Linked DNA regions of Mus musculus: region 2 is linked to region 1. A link is a contact called in public HiChIP or PLAC-seq data. All regions are on one chromosome and are shown on one strand. The core of a region is the stretch at or near the end of the contact, and the rest is flanking DNA. Distances in the headings are between cores, read along the strand shown.

Region 1 (7,758 bases), core at 3,850-6,349:
ACTGAGTTACAGTCTAGTGCCGTTCCTTCACCCATCACAATGTCCCTTCTTTATTTCCATTGAGATTGAGGGCTAATGGCTCTCTGTAATACACAGTGAATGACAAACAAATGCTGTGCCATTTTTCTGGTCACATTGTTCCTTCCATGCTACTGGAAGCTCTTTCAGTGGGTGTCTGGGCTCCTTTGCCATGCCTCAGTAATTGTACTTTTGGGTGACACTTCCTTATATCCAGCAGTGTAAGTCTGTGAACAATCCATCATTCCAAGGGTATTTGTAACTAGTCTTTGGCTATTTGGTGGGTTCTTTCTTTTCTTTTCTTTCTTTCTTTCTTTCTTTCTTTCTTTCTTTCTTTCTTTCTTTCTTTCTTTCTTTCCTTCTTCCTTTCTTTCCTTCTTCCTTTCTTTCACCCTTCTCTACCCCTTTTCTTCTACCCTTTCAACCCCTTAACACTAGAGTGATAGAAAAGAAATAAGAGATCCCTGAATAAAGTCAAGGGTTGGAAAGGGGGCAACGTTACCATCAGAATACTTCTTGCTGACTAGGGGTGTCAAGATCCCTGGGGCAAGTTTAATAATCACCATCAGGATATCTAATCTCTCCTTGTTCAGACAGACGGATTTTTATATATATATATATATATATATATATATATATATATATATATATACATATATACATATATATATATATATGTATGTATGTATATATATACACACACACATATATATGATTGATAAATGATAGATGTTTGATAGATTGATGATTGATAGGTGATAAATAGGTCATTGACAGATGATAGAGAGAGAGGTGATTATCCACATATGCAATTGTAGTCTTGTCTCCTTGCTGTCCTGTGAACTATTACAGGACAGAACTCTGACCTCAAACACCTGCATCCATTGATTGAACACTAGTTCAATCCCAGCATTCCTCATGGAAAGTCTCTTTACCAACCAGAGCTCAGAATTTGTGCACTTATATCCCCACAGAGTCATTTCCATAGTCACTTGGCTTAGCATCATTTCTGACATGGCATTTGATGCATGTGTAATATAGGTAGATTTTTTAAGAATTCATTATTATTTTGACATTGTTGTTTGTGTATGTGCTGTGGGAAGGGAGATGCGTGTGCCCCCATGGCATTTTTGTGGAAGTCTGGGGGAAACTTTGCTCTTAAAACCTGATTTTAAAAAATGCTCAGCTATCAATACCATAAAAATATTAAAACCAGGTCTTTGGGTTATTATATTTAATCAATAGGCAGACAATGGGCTCAAAGCATTGTCTGGTTGTTGGCCATTTCTTATGGGAAAGGAAGGGAGATATGGAGGGACAGTTAAGATCCCAGAGGGCAAAACCAAGAACCCTGAAGAGTCACAACATGTGCTTGGCCACATTTCAGAACTGTGGCAGCAGTGTCTCCTATGTGCCTCCATTTCCCCCTTTTCAATAGACAAGGGGCTGGTAATGGTGAGGACACAAGACAAGGTGTCTGTTTAGTTCCATATCTTCAACTAGAGGATGCAGAGGGACCACACCTGAGGAGCCATCTACACACCTGGGTTTCAGTGACTGAAGAGCTCTTGTACTCTGAGCCCAGGACTGATGATTTAATGGCATGAGACCCTGTCTCATAAAAAAGAAACAGAATCATGGCAGTAGAGGGGGGAATAACATTTGGGAATAGGAAAGGATTCAACTGGGGGGGGATGGGGGATGGGGGACAGACGAGGGAGTTTACACAAAAGACATGAAAATAATATAATAAAACTCCCATGGGCCAGAGATGGCTCCACAGGTAAAAAACAGTCGCTCCACAGGTAAAAATCAGTCTGACGGCCTTAGTTCAGTCCCTGGAACCCACAGAAAGGTAGAAGAAAAGAAGAGCTTCCACAAAGTTGTCCTCAGACCTCCATATGTGTTACACACACACACACACACACACACACACACGTTAAACAAGCACAGTAACAATAGATAATTTGTAAATGCATGATTTCTACAATAAATGTGACCCCTGTGATCGGTTGTTTGACATCCCCCCAGAGGGGTCTCAGCCCAGATGTTGAGAACCGCTATCCCAGAACAAGGACCAGCCAACCTCACCACATCCTGTTTGAATTCAGAACTTTTGTGGCCTTGAACTAACCAGTTGCTGCTCTGAGTCACTGCATCTCTGGGAGTGGCTATGGACCAGCTAGAAGCAGACCGACAGCTGGGAAGAGGGATAGAAGGACAGACGAGCCAGATCTGTGATAAAAGCAAATGTGGTCTAACTGCACAGGCTAGGTGGGTGTTCACTACGTGCTTCCACCAACTTTTCTGCACACTTGAACATTTTAATGATGAAAACTGGTAGGAAAGAAAGAAAAAATTGTTATGAAATATAAGTCTGTGGTATAAGGCTGCAGGAATAAAGAAAGAAGAGGGTACCTGGTGGGCCCATGCAGACGGGTCATCAGGGAATCACACCATGCAGCAGACCTAGTATTAAAGGAAGTTTATTGTGGAAAAGGAAGGGAGGGGAGGGGAGGAGAAGGGGAGGAGAAGGGGAGGGGAGGGGGAGGGGGAGGGGAGGGGAGGGGAAGGGAAGGGAAGGGAAGGGAAGGGAAGGGAAGGGAAGGGAAGGGAAGGGAAGGGAAGGGAAGGGAAGGGAAGGGAAGGGAAGGGAAGGGAAGCTTGGACCTGGAAAAGGGGTAGGAGAAGAAAAGGGAGGAGAAGGACAGAAGGAGGGGAAGAGAGGCCTCTATATGGGGAGAGGAAGGGGGGGAAGGAAGGAGGAAGAGGAGGAGGGAGGAGGAAGAGAAGAAGAAGAAGAAGAAGAAGAAGAAGAAGAAGAAGAAGAAGAAGAAGAAGAAGAAGAAGAAGAAGAAGAAGAAGGAAGAAGAAGGAAGAAGAGAAGAAGAGAAGAAGAGAAGAAGAGAAGGGGAAGGAAGAGTTGGGGAGGGGACTGGTGTAGCAAGCAGTCTGGGCTCACACCTGATGACAGGTGATGATGTAAGCTGTTGTTAGGTGGAGCCTAACAGAACTGTCTGTAAGCCAATAGGAATACTAGTTGTCCTTTGACCATGCACACACACACTCCAAATTAATTAAATTAATTAATTATTTTAATTAGAAATATGTAATAAAAACTTAACTAGTACTAGTTAGCATTTATTGGGGCCTGTCAATCACTTCTGTAGTCACAACCTAACTCAATCTTCCCAACAGCTGAACCGGTTGGTGTCCTGTTTGTCTCCACTTCACAGATGATGAGGACCAAGACAAAATTAGGTCAAGTCAGTTACTACAGTAGCAGTTCTAATGAAGAGTAGTGAGAAAGCACCAAGTCAGCTCCGGAGACCCTGGGGCAGACAGACAGTCCTGAGCCTTGCAGGTTGAGGCACCCAGTGTCCTCAGCCACCCCTCTTCACTGCTTTAATAAAAAGGTCAAAACAATGAAGGGTTTCTGATAACTCCTTGGTTTTTATAGTTCTCCAATATTAGGTTATACCTTTCCAGGATAAGACACAATGCCTTCTGGCATGCCATTCTTTCCTTCCCAGGGTTGTTGGTCATTGCACATTCTATTATCAGGTTATTGTTGTTTTTTTAAATCTCCTTTGAGGGTGGGGATGTGGCTCAGTGGTAGAGCCCCTGCCTAGAATCCCCCAGTGGGGGGCTAGGGCTTGGCTCAGTGGTAGAGCCCCTGCCTTGAATCCCCCAGTGGGGGGCTAGGGCTTGGCTCAGTGGTAGAGCCCCTGCCTAGAATCCCCCAGTGAGGGGCTGGGGGTGTGGCTCAGTGGTAGAGCCCCTGCCTAGAATCCCCCAGTGAGGGGCTGGGGGTGTGGCTCAGTGGTAGAGCCCCTGCCTAGAATCCCCCAGTGAGGGACTGGGGCTGTGGCTCAGTGGTAGAGCCCCTGCCTAGAATCCCCCAGTGAGGGGCTGGGGGTGTGGCTCAGTGGTAGAGCACTTGCCTAGGGGCATCCCTGCCCCCTACACAATGAGGGGTTGGGAGTGTGGCTCAGTGATGGATTCTAATCACACTCATGGTGAAGGGGCTGGGGGTGTGGTGAATCCTTTGCCAAAAATCTCCTAGTGAGAGTCTGGAATTATATTATATTATATTATATTATATTATATACCTCCTTTTTGCTGTTCTGCAAAACAGGACAGCCTCTTTGTGTGCACAAGAATAATGTGAAGCTTAGAGACTTAACATAAGTTGTCCAAGTCCAAACTGTACAAGAGACAGGGCATAGCTCCCACACAGGTCACCTAGGACTTCTGAGGCAATGTCCACTGTATTTCAGGCTAGTGTTTCTATTAACTGGTCTCTAGGAGCACGTGCTCACACGTGCCGGTAGGATTCCCGGAGTCTTCTAACAAGGAAAAGCTTTCAGAGCCTCGGAGGACGAGAGTAACCTGCCCACCTTCCTGGAGAGGGATGTTTTGTATCCAGATTTTAGCTTCAACCATCGGTTTATAAGATGCTGGCTGTCTCCTCCAGCGATTCCTGGTGGCTCATGGTGGCTTGCTAGTGTGCAGGGTTTATCTTCCCCAACAGCAACCGCCTATTACTCTGTGGATCTGACGCCCGCTGTAGGCAGAGCCGCAAGCAGCCCGGCCAAGTCGGTCTAATAAACACCCGGTTCCCTCCAGGCAGCGGCTGGCTAGCAAGTCTAGCCACTAAACTCCTTATGCAACCTGCACACAAGCACACATAATAGGGCTGGCAGACTCCTAACTAGTCCTGGTACTCTGGGGACCGACACTACCCAGCACTGTGATCCCATTCCGAGTCCCCACCCGATGACCTCCAGGAGTGAATGAAGGAGCTGGGCCAGAGGTGCCTAGCTCCGGGGTGGCAGCACAACCACCCCGTCGCGTCCCCGATCTGGGACCCAAAGCGGCGCACAGAGCTGGCGCGAGTAGCCGTCAGTCTTCCCTGAGGTTTTGCAAGCCGAGGAGCTTGTAGCCTGGGGTCGCCTGAGCACTCTAGTTCCAGAAGGTTTGGCAGGGCAAGCAGGCGGCTGCAAGGAGGCAGCTGTGAGCTGGTCGCTTCTGGCTGTTTCAGGCCAGAGCCCAGGGCCAGGGTCGTGTTGCTTAGCAACGGGACCCTGTCTGGGCCTCTGCCCTCATTCTTGTCCCCTTCCCACACTGAGACTCAGCCTAGTGGGAGCCCTAGAGCCGAGGGCGTGGCCCGTGGGGAAACTGGGGTGGAGCTTGGAGGTCGCTCAGGTGTGGAAGGGCTGAGCAGGGGCTGACTTATCTGCATGTGACCAGAGACCTGGAGAGCCCCAGGCAGAGGCTACAAATCGGTTTCTATCGTGGCTCTGCCAGCTCTAGTTCAAACGAGTCTTTCCGGTGAGGCTGGCCAGCCAGCGCTGCCCCGCCCCAGCGTCTCCAGACGGCTGAGAGTGCTGCACCCCGCCCAGGCCGAAGGCGAGCTCAGAGGTCAAGGCACGTTGCTGGACTGCAGGGTGGGGGCTGGGGGGGCGGTGGAGTGGAATGTGCTTTTCCCATTCCGCCCTCCTCTCCTTCCCCATCATGTAGCTCCGAAGGGTCACCCTAACTATAAAAGCTTCCCCAAGTGATGTGAGAAGTAGGCCTCAAATCTAATTTCACGATTCCACGCTGGAGGAAACTGAGTCACCATGTCCTGTCCCACAAGCTAACAGACAGCAAAGCCTTAAAGGAGGGCCTGACAGAGGGCAGGGTGTTTCCCATGGTCCAAGTATTCTGGGGCAGACCAAGGGGATCAAGGACATAGAAAATCCTGGCCATTTCTCCAGCCTCGGGAAAATTAATAAAGAAGATAAGGTCGCATTCTTTGCACAACTGAGCGGATCCCGCCTAAGCTCTGAGGTCTGCAGGCCGGGACCTCCCTCCTCCCAGCCTGGCCCTCACACGGCCCAGAAGGCATGGTAAGGAAGCTGGGATCCGAGCCAAGAGTCTTTCCTCTCTTCAGAGGGAAGAGCTCTGATGGCCCAAGTCTGCTTTTTCAAAATCACAGGGAGTGAAGGCCCCAAAGGAAGGTACCCTAGAGGGCCCGCCTAACCTTGACTCCGACTTGCAATGGGCGTTTGATCAAGAAAGTTGGTCAGTTTCTCAAAATGCAAAATCAATGGCATTTCTTTGGGGTATTCTCTTTGCTGGGAACGAAAGATGATGAACTGTTTTCTTAAATCCTATCTTGATAGCATCCCTCCTCCATTCAAGATTTCCCTGCAGCCAAAAAGACCTCAGCAGCTTCAGCTTTATGACTTTTAGAAAATATAATTTTGATGAATTTTACCTATTCCTCAAATTAGAAGATTCCTTAATTACAGGGGAAATAGCACATCTCGGAGCAGACTGACCATCCTCATGGGGGGGGCAGGCAATCTAAAATGTCTTTTTCTAGCAGCTACTGGCCCGCCTCTGTCAGCTGATGTGTGTGGTTAGAAAATAAGGACCAGTACACAGTTGCACAGGCCAGGAATCCCAGTGTTTGGGAGGCTGAGGCAGGCAGGTGGAGAGCTTGAGGCTAGCCTGAACTATTTAGCAAGTCCAAGTCCAGCCTGGATTACCTAGTAAGAGAGAGGGAGGGAGAGGGAGAGGAGGAGGGGCAACGGCGGGGGAGGGGAAGAGGGAGAAGGGAAGGGAAAGTAAAATTTTAAAAAAAGAAAAGAAAGTGAGTCAGAAAAGAAAACATAAATGAAGGTCCGCAGAAGTGGCCCATCTTTCCAGAGGGTTCTAAGTGGAGAGGAAGCGGCTGCCTAGGTAAAATTGTTTTCCAACTGTGCTTCAGTGGCCAAATGGTATCCACAGGGGAAGTTGTCCTGAAAGGACTGTATCTGTTAAGTGTGGGAGGTATCACTGTTGGGCGTCGCTAATGGATGAACAGATCCAAGAGTGATCAGCATCCGCTAATAACGCAGAGCCAGCCAGCCTTTTGGGGCGTGTGTATGTGTGTGCACTCAGAGGCCAGAAGAGGACATCAGGTGCTGTGTTCTCTCACTCTTTGTCTTAGTCTTGATCTTTCTGGTGGTGATGGTGGTGGTAGCTTTTAATTTGTTTTTCAAAGATGTATTTAAATTTTTAAAAAAGATTTACTTATGTGTATCAATCATTCTTTTGCTTGCGTGTGTTTCTGTGTACCGTGTGCATGCCTGATGACAGCTGTGGTCAGAAGAGGGCGCTTGCATCCCCTAGAACTGGAGTTATGGATGGCTGTGAGCATCACGTGAATGCTGGAAACTGAACCTGGGTCCTCCTCAAGAACTAGTGCTCTGAACCACTGAGCCATCTCTCTAGACTCGGTCTTATTCTCTTGAGACAGGGTCTCTCACACAATTCTGGAGCCAGGCTGGCAGCCAGGAAGCCTCCTAATGCTGCAACCCTTTAATACAGTTCCTCATGCCATGGTGGCGGCCAACCATAAAATCATGTCCTTACTACTTAATAAATGTATATTTGCTACTGTTATGAGTCATAATATCAATATCTGATATTCAGGATATCTGATATGCGGCCCCCAAAGGGGTCAGAGGGTTCAGAAACTCTAATCTAGATCAATTACCACATTTACAGGAAATACAAAATGCAATGGGATGTGTTAAATGCCATGTAGATCATAGCAATCCAGGTCTTGTGAAACGACTTCCTTAACAATGATTTAAAAGCAAAATAATCAAGATCGAATAAGTGGTAAAAGTATAGAGTAACATCAATGGTCCGCTTGTAAATTTGAATATTGGTGAGCTACCCAAGGTTAAGTGATCCACTGTT
Region 2 (7,758 bases), core at 1,379-3,878, 99 kb after region 1:
GGATATTATGGACTGAATATAACCTCCCCCTCACCCCCTGCAATATTGTTGAAAACCTACCTTAATGATGGGCTGAGAAGGTAGGACCTTTGAGAGAGCCAAGTTCCTGCAGATGAACCTTTCACGAATGGGAATGAATGCAGATGAACCTCTACCTATGACTGGCGGCTCCTTCCTTCTCTCTTTTCTCTTTTTAATTTTAAGAGAGGGTCTCTCAATGTTGCTCAGGCAGGCCTTAAACTGACCATCGTCCTGCTTCACATTCCCAGGGCAGCTGCATGCTGGGCCTGGAATACCAGGCCAGGTTCTGATTCTTCAGAGGTATAAGAACTGGATCATAGCTCTTAAATGTCTCCCAGAGGCAGCACAGAATCCAGTCTCCTTATTGGGATCTAACAGAGTTACTGGGAAGCTGGTGTCAGCCCTCCCACACAGCCTTCCTCCTTCCCTATACATGTACCATTGCCCAGGCGAGGGGGCCCACGGCTTGCTTCCATGGGCTTCAAACCCATTAACACAGGGTAATTTGTGCGCGCGCATGTGTGTGTGTACAGGTATAAGTGTATGTGTTTTATGGAGCCCCGAGATTGATGTCTAGAGTCAATCCAGTTTATTTTTTGAGACAAAGTCTCTCCCTGAACCTGGGGCTCAGTTAGGCTGCCTGGCCAGCTCTAGGCTCGCTCCACCTTCCCGGTGCTGGGATTACAGCCATCCATTGCTGCCTAGTTTTGCACGTGGGTGCTGGGGATCTGAATTTAGGCAGCAAGAGCTTTACTGACTGAGCCCTCTGCCCAGCCTCTTGATCCTTGGTTTCGAACACAGCGCTATGATGTCATGAGACTCGTCCATATTTAGGGTACAACAATCCTAATCATCGCCCACCCGGGGCCACCCCAAGCTCTGCCCCTCAGTCACCTGACTCCCTGAGGCTGGCCGCCCCCCCCCGCCCCCCCCACCCGCCCTCCCGCTGCCAAATCGCAGAGCACTAACCTCTGAAAAATGATGGTGAGCCCTGTCCTTGAGTCATTAATTCTCCCGTGACTGAGGCCTTTCCCCCAGGGTGGGCGCAGGGCCAGGTGACTGATCACACCTGCTTGGCCTCTTGAGGACTTTGACCGGTGGGAGGCTTCGGCAGAATTTCCCGAGTGAAATGCCGCATGGAGATTAATGGCCCTGAGATGTGTGGAGCTCTGGGTGTGCTAGGCTTGAGTCAACCGGCCCCAGGTGCCCGAGGCCCTTGGATCTGCCCGCCACCCTGCTCGGCCTGCCCGACCCCTTCCTGGATCAGAGCCGCATGCCGGGGGTTTCTGCCTTTGCTTGGATCTCAGAGTCCCCCAGAAATGGTAGTCTCAGCATCATGCCTGAAACCTCCAACACAAATAATTTTCAATTTGCCTGGGAGTTTCAATCGTACAATCCAATGTTAAATAATAGATTAGATGCCTCGGGGAGAGAAACAGGGTTTAAGAAGAAATAAATAAAAGGCAAAGTAAAAATCTGGGCCTGGGTTTTTGAGAGTATTTCTGATCTCACAGCTTCTGCTCTTAGCCTGGATTTGACCGCCCTGTTCCTTCCCACAGTGTTAGGACTTGCAGCTCTCTGGGGCCGTGGGACTGCCACCCACCCACATCTCTGAGAGCTGGTGGGGCTCTATTCCAAATGCTAGACAGATTCACTCCATCCCCTGTACCCCTGTTCTGGGCATCTGTACCCCAAAGAGAAGTCTTAGCTTGTAACCTTGGCAACTGTCCCCAGTGAGGCTGCTAGGCTGACCAAATGCTTGTATAGTCATGTAGACTCATGGGCAACCTTAAGCCATGGATGACAGAGAGCTGCAGGCTGGTACAGAGATGGGCAGGCACCAGGCAGGATCTGGTGGCATTGTGTGTGACACCCCAGAGGAAATGCTTATGGGATGGGAACCTTCTCACTGCCCCTGAACTGTGGTCATTTCTGCCCACCCTCTTCCCTGTCACTCCAAGAGAAGGTTCCAGATTCTCATCTTTCAGACCACCCTACTTCTCAGCCCTCCCTCTTGGACCAGGCTGGCTCAGATTAATCTCTCCTCCCCCTCCTCCCACTCCTCCCTCCCCCCTCCTCTCCCTCCCCCTCCTCCCCCTCCTCTCCCTTCCCCTCCTCTCCCTCCCCCTCCTCTCCCTCCCCTCTTCTCCCCCTCCCCCTCCTCCCCTTCTCCTCCACCTCCCCCTCCCCCCTCCTCCCCCTCCTCTTCCTGTTTCTCTGGCTGTTACCTCTCTTACCCCCGCCCCTTTAACTTTTACTTTTCCAGACTGGGTCTCTCACATAGCCCAAGCTGGCTTGGAGCTTGCTGGGTAGCCAAGGATGGCTTTGAACTCTCCACCCATCATTCATCATCATCTTGGCCTCTGGAGGGCACTAAGCCCACTCGGGATCTGTTCCCATCTTTGCTGTCACGCTTGCTGGGGGAGGGGACAAGCTCCGACTTCCCCCTGCTACTTTCCAGCAGCAGGACACCTGTTTATCAGAACCTCAGGCAGCCACTTAAAGGCGTCTGGAATCTCAGTTTCCTGCAAAGCTTGTCTTGTCCTTGCTCCTGAGGTCACTGGATTCCTAACTTGCTCTCACAAACCACCCCCCACAGAGCAGCAGAGCATTCTAATGGTTAAGGACTGGACACCAGACCTAACTGCCGGGCGCTGGAAGGGAGACAGTCTTTTCAGAGCTACGTGGCCTCAGGGTAAATTGTTCAACCCCTTCTGTGTCTCAAGGTCCTTGTCGGGAGATCCCGGGAGGATATAACTGCTCCGTATCTATCTTACAGGGTGGTAATGGCAAGTAAATAAAATAATATATTCATGAAATATGCAGAGCAGTTTGGGATCAGCCTGTAAATACCATGATTTTCGTGTATGTGTGCTGGGGCTTGAGCCTAAGGCCTCAAGCATATTGACAAAGGCTTTAAGAGGAATCCACACTCCCTGCCCTCACTGGCAAGCCTGGGAAGGCAGCATTCCAAGGCATGACCTATATCTGCATTTTTTAAAAAAAATATTGTGTTTATCTGTTTATTCTGATTGTGTGTGTGTCTGCATGCCGTCACTCAAATGTGGGTCAGCAAGAGTCAGTTTTCTCTCCTACCATGTGGGTCCTGGGTATGGAACTTAGATCGTCTTAGATTGACTTAGAGGTAAGCCATTTTACCGGCTGAGCCATTCTGCAAGCCCCATTGCTATTATTTTCTTAGACAGCGCCTCACTCTGTTGCCCAGGCTGATCTATAACTCAGTATGTAGCCCAGGTTGGCCTTGTACGCAGAGCATTTCTCTTGCCTGGGTCTCTTGCAAAGCTAGATCTCGCATGTGCACCACTGTACCTGGTTATTCTTACTTCTTATTACTTCAAGAGCCAAGGCCAGAGAGGACAATGGTATGGGTTTAAATGACATCTCCAGCTAGGCATGGTGGTGGGATCCCAGTGCTCAGGAGGCAGAGGCAGGCTGATCTATGTAAGTTTGAGGACAGCCTGGTCTGCAAAGTGACTTCCAGGACAGCCAGGGCTACACAGAGAAACCCTGTTTTGAAAAACAAAGCAAAACAAAACCCAAACAAACAAACAAACAAAACGTGACAGCTCCAAATAGGGAAAAGACATGGGCAGCCTCTGATGGTACATGATTCTGATTCCAATACTACAGGGTGGAGGCAGGGGGATTGTGAGCCAGGCCAGCCTGGGCTACAGAGTCTATTCAAGGCCAGCAGAGGCTATGGTAGCTAGACACTGCCTTAGAAAACAGAAAGAAGGAAGTAAAGAAGAAAAGACAGTAGGGAGAAAGGGGGTGGATTCGAGATACTTTCAAGAAGTAAGACAGAGTGCAGGGGTGGTGGGCTGAGGTGGGAGTCCTGGGAGGGGGGTGCAGGACTTGGAAGAGATGAGGCTCAGGTAGGGTAGGTGATCTGAGGCACCTTCTGGATGTGCTGATACAGATGTGGGGCAGGTGGCTGGACAAGGCAGGGTGGGGGGAGAGCTGCTAGAGGTCAGGGGTGGAGGTGTAAACTGGGAAGCCAGCATAGGGGTGGTGCTGAGCTCTGCCCTCCAGGGGATGCACAGGCAGGTGAGAGGCTGCTGGACTCAGAACACTGGAGGCTGCTGAAGAACCAGTGCCAACCTGTTTAGGGGGGTAGGGGGTGGGGGGATGGGGATGGGGATGGGCGTCGGAGTGGGGGTGGGGGTGGGAGGATATTTTTAGAGAAAGAAGAGATGGAGGAGAGGCCGTGGGGCCATGGGATGCATTTTGGTGGGAAAGACAGAGCAGGGTTGAGGCAAGCCTTGGAGGGCGACTCTGTTTTGTTTATTTTTGAGGGAGGATTGTGCCATGCAGCGCTGGCTGTCTGAAGCTCAGGATCACAGTCTCAAAGCCTCAACCTTCTGAGTGTTGAGATTACATGGTGTGCACCCCTATGCCCTTTTAAATCTTTTATTTTATTTTATTTTATTTTATTTTATTTTTGTTTTTTGAGACAGGGATTCTCTGTGTAGCCCTGGCTGTCCTGGAACTCACTTTGTAACCAGGCTGGCCTTGAACTCAGAAATCTACCTGCCTCTGCCTCCCAAGTGCTGGGATTAAAGACGTGTGCCACCACCACCCCGCTTAAATCTTTTAATTTTATGTTTTGTTGATAGATTAGCCTAAGGACTGTGCTTTGGCGATGTCTTGGAGGAAGAGACAGAGACATAGGGTGGGCATTGGAGAACACCATTGCTTGGAAGGAGAACAGGACCCAACAGAAAATACCTACTTTTGAGGGGCCTACTGGGCTTTCCCATTTATTTAAAATACCAGAAGAGGTGATGCTCATGAAGGTGTGTATGCAATGTGAGCACGGGTGTGTATGTGTGTGTACACGCGTGTGCATGTGCGTTTCCAGTGAGGTCAGAGAATACCTGGTATCTCTCGGATGGACAGTGGAAACCATTGCCTTGCTTGGTGTTGGTAACCCAGCTCTTGGACCCATCTGAGGGATGAGAGAAGCTGAGGTGCTGGGGTGCTTGGTACTCGGGCAGGTTCTTTTGGAACTGGTGGGTTAGAAAGTAGCGTCTGGGGTCTTCCCAGAGATTCTGTGGAGGTTGGTTGAAATCTCATCTTAGGGAGAGGCAATTCTTTCTGCACTGGCTAGCGTCACCCACTCTGGAATGTTGCTGCCACCTGGTGGCCCAGTTAGGGATGCACCGGCCTCTGTTTAGGAGCAGGGACTTGGCCCCACCTGCTGGTTATGAGTGGTTCTGCATCTATAAAGTCCCCGTTGGCGGCAATTATGCTACACTGGAGAAAGAGAAGTGGCTTGTCCTGTCTGCTTGGTACAGGGTTTGAGTCAACCTGTCTGGATTTTGAATGCCTCCCCAGGGTATTTGAGGGAGGGACCCAGGACTTTGGATACCAGTTGTTTCTATCCTGACAATGGTTTCTACATCGAGGGAAGGTCAGCCATTCAAAGATAAAGAAAGGCCTGGTGGGGAATCTGTGTGTGTGTGTGTGTACCCACATGTGTGTCCTAGTGGGGCCCTGGGGGATGGATCACACTTGAGGAGAGGGCCTGAGACTGGACAGCTATTCTCCAACCTTGATTTTTTTTCCCCCAGTGACCCTTCCTAGTGATCAGATGGTCTGCTTTCAGGGAGAATGGTGAGCAATTGGGACAGGACTGAGTAATGAATACAAGGTGCTACCAGAGAGGAAAGGGGACAGAGGACTTGTCCATAGTTCCACCTACACGTATACCCATCATCCAGTCATTTATGTCCATATAGAAGGACATACAGAGAGACAGAGAGACAGAGACACATCCCTGCATGCACATTCTTTCCTGTGTTCCACAGTCTAGCTCAAGGCTGTGAGGCTGGATATACCTCAATGAATTTGAGGCAGGGCCTCAGGGCTGGGCCTATGGCCTTCAGTTGATGGCCATCCTGGGGACCATTAAGGTGGTGCTAATTGTCAGAGTCTTGGGTCTTGTTCCCTCCTCCCTTAAAACTGGTAATGGCTACATTGCATGTAGGTGTGTCCAGCTTAGCTCCTGCTTGGGTGACACTGAAGAGTGACCTTGCGAGGGTTTCTTATTTTTAGCCCATCCCCACATGCTCTCCCTTTCTCTCCCCCACTTCCTTTCTTCCCCTCCCTGACTGCCCCCCACCCCCTCTCTGGCAGTAGCCCAGGGCAATGAGCTGCAGCAGACCAAGTGGCAGTACAGGCTGCCCAGATGGGCCTCTAGGTGTCCTTTGGCTGAGCAGAAGCTCCTAGACACTCTGCCCCAAGCTCTGCCAAATGTACCCACAACCAGAGACACTTTCTCCGTTGTGAATTCAGTTTCGCTAGCGCCTGCTATTTCTGGGCCACAGTTAGCTTTCTAGCTTTCCAGGCTTCTCTAGCATCTCTCACATGGGTCTGCCTAGAGCTGGTTCTGGCTCCAGTCAGGGTGACCTTCTTGGCTTTCTGAGCCTCTGGACATCTGCCTTCCATGAATCTCCTAAACCCCTCTGGCTGTGACTTGATCCTCCTCCCCATCCCTCTGGGTCCTTCCCTATCAGATGGTCACTTCCAGCTGGAACCAGAGGGCAGCCTCACCCTTGCTCAGGGCTCCTGGATGAATGTGGCTCCAAGACAGAAGGCAGCTTCAGTCACTTGTTCCAATCCTGGAAGATTCCAGAGACCACTACAGTAAAGGCAAAATGGAGGTGAATTAGCTGTAGCCAGTATGAGGCCAGCTGGATTCCAGTAGCATCTACTGCCTGGGGGACCTGGTGCTGTCTCTCCTTACAGACCCAACATCAGCTTTGGGAGTGGTCTCCCAGGACGACCTGGATATATCTGCCCCACAGACGGATCCAGAAGGCAGGCAGAGGTTCTCAGCAATCCTGGAGAGACAGGCAAACGGACATCTGCTCCTAATACAAAGTGCTTCCCTCTCCTTGTAGACACAGCCCCAGTCACACTCATACTGTAAGCACCAACAGAGCTCCCACTGGGACCTTTCCGTTGTCACTCTGACTTGTGCCAATTTCAGAATCAGTTCTGGCACCCAACTTAAGGAGAGGTTTCACAGACAGCTCTGCCTTCCCCTCCCCCAAAGCCAGATCCTCAAGGGTGGGTAATCTGTCAGCCTTGAGGTGTTTGATTAGGTGTGTAGATAAGGCTGAGGTCACACTCAGGGTCAGGGATGTGCTGGCTATAGCTTTAGCCAGCTCACCATAGACGTCTAGGAAGCTGAGGATGACGTCGCTCCCCACGGTGAGAATTACAGAAACTGACCATGCTGCTCAGTGCCTTACAGAGCCCCAGGTGCAGAGCCCCAGGTGCAGTGCCTTACAGAGCCCAGGTGCAGCCCTAATGGGCACCTGATAGGGAGCTTGCCCCTGTTCTGGCTGTCCTCAGAGAACCTGCTGCAAGGTGAGACCCAAGGGACTCCACTCCCTAAGTGGGGACAGACCTATCTTTTCTCTCAGGGACTTAGCAGGGCCCACAGGTGGTCTGGAAAGAGAAAGAACTCAAACAAACAAGCTGGAAATACACAGCAAGATCCTGATTCACCAAAACAAAAGCAGGCTCAGCGGTTAAGGTTAAGAGCTCAGATTGCTCTAGCGGTTCAGCTCCTACAGGGAGGTTGACAGCTGCCTGTCACTCCAGCTTTGGGGGGGGGGGGGAATCTGACCCCATACAGCCTTCACAGACACCTGCACTCATGTGCACATATTCACGTATTATTAATAGTAAAATACATTAAAAATT

The links. HiChIP or PLAC-seq counts read pairs in DNA pulled down with a chosen protein or histone mark.
Region 2: an H3K27ac HiChIP or PLAC-seq map of embryonic stem cells shows a contact between it and region 1, with 8 read pairs. The contact joins two enhancer-like sites. A contact is called at or near these places in 1 of 15 datasets of contacts at CTCF or cohesin (embryonic stem cells), 12 of 484 Hi-C or Micro-C datasets (3T3-L1-derived adipocytes, adipose-derived mesenchymal stem cells, embryonic stem cells and 4 more), 8 of 115 datasets of contacts at active chromatin or transcription factors (craniofacial prominence, embryonic stem cells, stem cell-derived neural progenitor cells and 1 more) and 1 of 9 other capture datasets (embryonic stem cells).

Annotation. Positions count from the first base shown.
Region 1 is chr7:34,565,597-34,573,354 of GRCm38.p6, forward strand. No RefSeq gene overlaps it. Among named protein-coding and RNA genes, the nearest start is that of Gm12784, 23 kb to the left of the region's middle. Within about 2 kb of position 5,100, at least 160 of the 459 cell types and tissues checked have an H3K27ac peak or open chromatin away from gene starts, as enhancers often do. A contact at or near this core is called in embryonic stem cells and trophoblast stem cells, where this site is marked.
Region 2 is chr7:34,666,928-34,674,685 of GRCm38.p6, forward strand. Chst8 (carbohydrate sulfotransferase 8) reads right to left here. Exons shown (of 4, transcript NM_175140.4): 4 at 7,541-7,758. Among named protein-coding and RNA genes, the nearest start is that of Gm12781, 11 kb to the left of the region's middle. Within about 2 kb of position 2,629, at least 13 of the 459 cell types and tissues checked have an H3K27ac peak or open chromatin away from gene starts, as enhancers often do. A contact at or near this core is called in embryonic stem cells and trophoblast stem cells, where this site is marked.